Regions from separate parts of the Mus musculus genome. Here region 2 is linked to region 1. The links are chromatin contacts, called in public Hi-C maps. All regions are on one chromosome and are shown on one strand. Each heading gives the region's core, a stretch centred on a gene start, on an enhancer-like site or on the middle of the called end of the contact. The rest is flanking DNA. Distances are from core to core; before and after follow the strand shown. Region 1 overlaps Rapgef3 (Rap guanine nucleotide exchange factor (GEF) 3). Region 2 overlaps Senp1 (SUMO1/sentrin specific peptidase 1).

The links. Hi-C and Micro-C count contacts between places; a contact is called where the count stands out from the background.
Region 2: a Hi-C map of CD4 T cells shows a contact between it and region 1, with 3 times the contacts expected there. The contact joins two enhancer-like sites. A contact is called at or near these places in 1 of 39 promoter capture datasets (stem cell-derived epiblast-like cells), 1 of 484 Hi-C or Micro-C datasets (CD4 T cells) and 2 of 9 other capture datasets (adipose tissue and liver).

Annotation. Positions count from the first base shown.
Region 1 is chr15:97,746,992-97,749,953 of GRCm38.p6, reverse strand. Rapgef3 (Rap guanine nucleotide exchange factor (GEF) 3) reads left to right here. Exons shown (of 28, transcript NM_001177810.1): 22 at 213-303; 23 at 408-458; 24 at 1,284-1,371; 25 at 1,677-1,741; 26 at 2,677-2,731; 27 at 2,825-2,896. Among named protein-coding and RNA genes, the nearest start is that of Gm33531, 7.5 kb to the right of the region's middle. Within about 2 kb of position 1,438, at least 29 of the 459 cell types and tissues checked have an H3K27ac peak or open chromatin away from gene starts, as enhancers often do.
Region 2 is chr15:98,065,298-98,068,259 of GRCm38.p6, reverse strand. Senp1 (SUMO1/sentrin specific peptidase 1) reads left to right here. Exons shown (of 18, transcript NM_144851.5): 7 at 1,399-1,502; 8 at 1,585-1,856. Among named protein-coding and RNA genes, the nearest start is that of Gm25668, 3.0 kb to the left of the region's middle. Within about 2 kb of position 1,524, at least 23 of the 459 cell types and tissues checked have an H3K27ac peak or open chromatin away from gene starts, as enhancers often do.

The DNA.
Region 1 (2,962 bases), core at 189-2,688:
GACAGTGGAATGTGCGGAGACAGGGTGGTGTGTTGCCAGTCCCGCAGCCACCCTTTCTTAACCCCTCTCCCTGCCTGCTGCGTTGCCCAATCTGCCTTCTTTTTGTTCTTGGGTTCCCAGAGCCTTTGCCTCTTACTTAACCCACCCACCCTACATCACTGGGGATTTGGCTGTTTCCTCTGAGGGTGTCTGGGTCTTGTGCTCACTCACAGCCTCAAGGAGCAGAAGAACCTCAACTCTTTCTTTGCGGTCATGTTTGGCCTCAGCAACTCGGCCATCAGCCGGCTGGCCCACACCTGGGAGGTGAGTATCCGGGATTCTGCCAAGGCCAGGCTTCTGCCCTCCTGGGAGACGTTAGGGGGCTCTCTCTTCCCAGCCGTGGCCCTTCACCTGTCTCACCTTCACAGCGCCTGCCCCATAAAGTACGGAAGCTGTACTCAGCCCTGGAAAGGTTGCTGGTGAGTATTGGACCCGTTTCCACCTTCCCTGGACCCTGGCTTGGGCCTTTCATGGCTTTTGGTGCCCACCTAGGGCCTGGATCCCTCTGGCCTGTGGTTGTGGGTGCTGGCTGAGGGTACTCAATATAGTGATAGGGGCTTGTGAACTATACTCTACCCTCTGCTATTCATGGAGAGGACATTTGCCCTGGATATGCGACCACAGCAGGCCCCCGGGGATGTCCTGGGTCTGAGTTTCAGGAGGAGTCAGAGGATACCAGGCTCTGGCTGCTCTGCCCAAGGGTTTGGGCTGAACTTGACAGCAAAGAGGTATTCCTTGAGGTAGTGAGCAGAAGACCTACTGTGTGTCATTGTGACCCATTGTGTATCAGGTAAGAGGGTGTCTGTCACTGGACCCTCCCGGACCCTTAAAGGGCTTGTGGACCAGACAAAAGGGCTTGTAAGACTAAAGTAAGGAATGAAACGGGAGTGGGAACTTTTTTGAAGGTTTTGTAGTGTTCCAGAGAGAAGAAAGCCAAGGTGTTTTCAGTCTTGGGTGTTCTCAAGAAAACTGGGTGTTCAGGGGAACACACCCACCGGAGAGATAGAGAGGCTGAGAGGTTTTCCTAGAAACCTGGGGCCCTCTGGGATTAATCACCATGAAGATTTCCTGGGGTCACTGGGAACTTAGAAAGCCAGGCCTCAGTGCTGTTTGGTCTACCACAGACCCTGCCTCGGTGAGCCTCCGTATGAGGGGAGGCTGGCTTGGAGTCTCTCGAGTGTGGCCTGGGTCTGTGGTGGGCCATCATATGCAGCCTCCATCAGGGCAGCCTTCTTTCCTCACAGGACCCTTCCTGGAACCACCGAGTGTACCGATTGGCTCTCACCAAGCTCTCCCCTCCTGTCATCCCCTTCATGCCCCTGCTGCTCAAAGGTAGGCCCCTTAACACTCTGTAGCAATGACAGCTGAAGGGCTGACACCCAGGGAGCGCTCAGCTCAATCAGAGGTTGACAAGCTGAAAGAAGTTAGGGCAGGAACACAGCAGGGCTGCGCCGAGGCTGTGGTAGATACCCCAGGAGATACCAGCGAGTTGCCATGGCTCCGAGGCTACTGCAGGCTAAGCGCAGTGTGACTGGGACAGGACCTAGGCTTCCGACGGTTGGCCCCTCAGCTTTCTTGGGATGCAGGAGGGGGAGGTGTTTGGGGACCTATTAGCAAAGAAAGTCCTCCCTTTGCAGACGTGACCTTCATCCATGAGGGGAACCACACACTGGTAGAGAACCTCATCAACTTTGAGAAGATGGTGAGTTCAGGAAAGTGGGCTCCCACCTCCAGTCTGGGTTGGCAGTGTGACAGCTGCCCAGGAAGGGGCAGGGGTGGGTTTCCACTGATAGAACCTGAGTCCAGGCATGCATGCAAGTAACCCCAGTAGTCAGGAGGCAGACTGGAGGATTCTATATTTAAGAACAGCCTGGGCTATAGAGAGACCTTGTTTTTGATTTTGGGGTTTTGTTTGTTTTTTGTTTTTTTGTTTTTGTTTTTTTGGGGGTGTTTGTTTGTTTGTTTGTTTGGTTTTTCCCGGGACAGGGTTTCTCTGTGTAGCCCTAGCTGTCCTGGAATTCACTCTGTAGACCATACTGGCCTCGAACTCAGAAATCCGTCTGCCTCTGCCTCCCAAGTGCTGGGATTCTTGTGTGCGCCCCCCCCCCTTTTTTTTTTTGGTTTGTTTTTTGTTTTAAAGTAGTTCCTGTCTCATTCTACTGCATGTGGGAGGGTCTGCCTTTAGGGCTACTAGATGATAGCCTCAAACATCACACTGTTCTGGGCTGGAGAGATGGCTCAGTGGTTAACAGCACTGACTGCTCTTGCAGAGGTCCTGAGTTCAATGCCCAGCTGGTTAATGGGGTCTGATGTCTTCTTCTGGAGTGTCTGAAGACAGTGACCACGTATATCATACAGATAAATATATATCATACAGATAAATAGATCTTATTTTTAAAAAATCATCACACTGTTCAATAAGAGCCCTTTCTACTCCTATCTCTAAGCCTTCCCCGATCCCTGTCTTCCAGCTGCTGCCCAGCTCCTATTGAGCACGTGGATGTGCCAGGTTGAAGCATTCATAACCCTGTCTTTTATAGACCCCTAGTCCCTATCAGAATGGTTCAAAGGGAGCTCCATATGCAGGGGACACCCTGGGCTGACAGGCCAGGTCTCATGACTTTGTGTTGTCCTCAGCGGATGATGGCCAGAGCGGTGCGGATGCTTCACCACTGCCGAAGTCACAGTACCGGTAAGAGATGCTCTCCTGGGCGACAGCCCCTCAGCATCCCCCAGGGAGGCTCCGTGGGGCCATCTCCCTGACTCTCCCTCTCTCTCTGCCCAGCGCCTCTATCACCACTCAGAAGCCGAGTGTCCCACATCCACGAGGACAGCCAGGGATCAAGGATCTCCACGTGTAAGTGACGGGACAGGGTACTGACAGCTGGCGTAGCTGGACAGAGCCAGACGCTTACGTACGTAC
Region 2 (2,962 bases), core at 275-2,774, 320 kb before region 1:
AAAAAAGGAAGAAAGAAGCAAGGGTACAGGAAAAGAGTAATTTACAGAAAACAAAGACATTTAACATTTTCCTACTGTCGGGGGTCAGAGATAAGACTTGAGTCCTACTCTCTGGCCAGTAATTAAATCCTGCCGCTCCAGAACTTTATTCTACAGGATCCCGACCCCTTGGGACCTCTGTCCACCAAACGCTTGCTTAGTTTTTCCTTTTGTTTTAATCGTTTAGCTGTCAACTGTCAGGAGATTGGAGTGGTCATACTTCACAATTGAAATGTCTATGACAGTGCAGCAACAGTGAAAGGCTCGGGAAGGGAAACATTAGTGCCTGCTTACTTTCAGAATTGGTTACTTAGTTCATTCTGCTTTTACTAAGCCTTTACAATCACACAAAATGGTAGTGCTTCTATTGAATATGTCCTCTAATGCATTTTGTGAAAATGAGTGGCTGAGAAAAGCAAAGAAGCCGTGTCTGTTGGTGAGCCCAGCATGGCTGTGTGTAGAGTGGATGCTTGCACTTGCAGGAGGCCTTGTCTCCCTCCCTGTGACCTCCTTTTTTCTGCTCGTCCTTGATGTTAAGACTCCTGAGTGCACCAAGCACCTTCCTGTCTTAGGCTCGGTGTTTGTGTATACACAGCCTTCTACTCCCCATCTGCTTCCTCCCTTAGTTGAGGTTTCTGCTGAAAGGTCATCTTAGAGAGATTGTGCCTCTTCTTGCTCTTTGCCTCCATCACTTTTATCCCCCTTGTCCTTTAAGTTTCTTCATGCCATGAACAAGTTTTTGATTGACAGTCTTTGTAATAACTATAATATAAACTTCACAAAAGCTGGCAATTTATTTTATTCAGTTTGTGAGTCTCAAATGACTAGAGCACAGTAGATGTTCAGTTCAGTGAGTAAATTCTACAGATTATATGCTTTTTTTTTTTAAATACTAAATTGAGACTTAGAGAAAAATAAGTGAATGGTGGAGATAGAAGCCATCTTTAAAGAGTCCTTGCACCTGTGTAGAATAAGGAGCTGTTTGCAGGATACCTCTGATGGCAGTTGGCTGTATGCTTCTCTCCTCAGGACCTTTGTAATCAGCATCAGCACTCAAGGGGTTATTCAGCATTCTAATTTACAAGTCTTATTTTTGTACTCCTTATCATCTGAGTGATTAAATAATTGCTTCTGACTTTCTGGTTTCCTAGTCAATACCTTCTCAGCACTGTTAGCCCACCGTGGTTTTCCACAGCATGCTATCTCTGAAAGCTGAGTCTGCTTGTCATCTCCCACGCACAGTCATTAATGCATGATATTTCCCTATCTTCAGGACTGCTAGAGCTTTGGCAGAAAATCTGAGATCTACATGCCGATTTGAGAAGTGTGTTTAAGATCTTTTCTCTCTCTCCCTTACAGACAGTTCAAGAAGAAGAGAAGGAGATCTACAGACAGCTGCTGCAGATGGTCACAGGGAAGCAGTTCTGTGTAGCGAAACCCACCACACATTTTCCGTTACGCCTGTGAGTCACGAACGCATCTTTCGTATGAACGTAACTGTACAGTTTGCTACTTGATATTGAAACTGCACTCTTCTTTTACTAGGTCTCGGTGTCTTAGTTCCAATAAGAACTCTTTGAAAGACTCGCTGTTGAGAAACGGAAACTCTTGTGCATCTCATGTCATTGGTTCTGATACGTCATCCTCTGGATCTGCCAGCATTTTAACTGCACAGGAGCAGTTGTCCCACAGTGCACATTCCCTGTCATCTGGTACCCCAGATGTTGCCTTTGGATCCAAAGACTCTGATCCTCACCATCACCTCGCTGCACCTCATCAGCCAAATAGCTTACCAGCATCAAATACACAGTCCGAAGGTAAATAATACTAACAGCCAGGTAACTCTTCATTGGATCTGTTGTAGGCAAAACTGTAGTACATATAACTCAGTACATAATAGATTTTAATTGAATACATGTGATCCAGGTAGCTAAGCCGTGCTAACACCAAGCCCAGGTCAGATTCGTTCCTCTCTTCCCTCCTTTCTCTTCCCTCTCCCCCTCTCTTGCTCTTTAAAGGATGCTCCTTTCTCCTACGCACCCATGACTTGCTATACTATTTGATTTATTTCTAAAGGGCTCTTACTATGTATGTGCCCTGCCTGCTTGGCACTTGCTATGTGGTAGGCTGGCCTTGAACTCGTGCCAGTCCTCCCCAGAGAGCTGGGATTACAGGATCCTCTACCATGCTAGGCTAAATGTTTTAACTTCCTGAGAAGAGTCAAAGCTCACTCAGCCCAGCTGCTTCAGGGATTGCTTTTTGTTTCTCTTACTTTATAATGCACGTGGGAGGTTCTCTGCAGTTCTGTGGACTCTCAAACATTAATCAAGTATTTATCGTATACCCCTTAATTTTGATAGATGCTTCAAAATTCAGAGTTTAAAGACATTTTGGAAACGAGTCTCCTGCCTGACTTTGAGCTAACCCAAATACCTGGCCTAAGCCTTGGTGCTGGTAAAGACTCTGTGATGTAGTTAATCCTCATTTTTAAATATGTCTTCAGATTATAATGGAAAACAAGTTTTAAATTAAGTGATTAGATAGTAGGACTCTTTGGACATACACAGCACCTATCTCCTTTCTCAGTTCATTTGATTTTCTATTGTTATTTTCTATTATTATTACTATTACTATACTCACTGTCTGAAAATTTTTACTTGGGGATTCAACTTTTGGTGATATCACTATTTAACTACACATTATTTATATTACATTTTATGAAGTAATTTATTGAGAATACTCTTAATTTCCAAAAATCTAAAATTAAAAAATTCTTCAACCTCAGAAATACCTATCATGTAGTAGGATTCTGAGATGGAGCTAGACTGGAACAACGTGTGGCATAGCATTGGCCGTGCCCTAGTATAAGTGAGGGCGGAGTCCCAGCACTGGAGAAGGTCAGGAGCCCTGCCCTCAGTGAGTG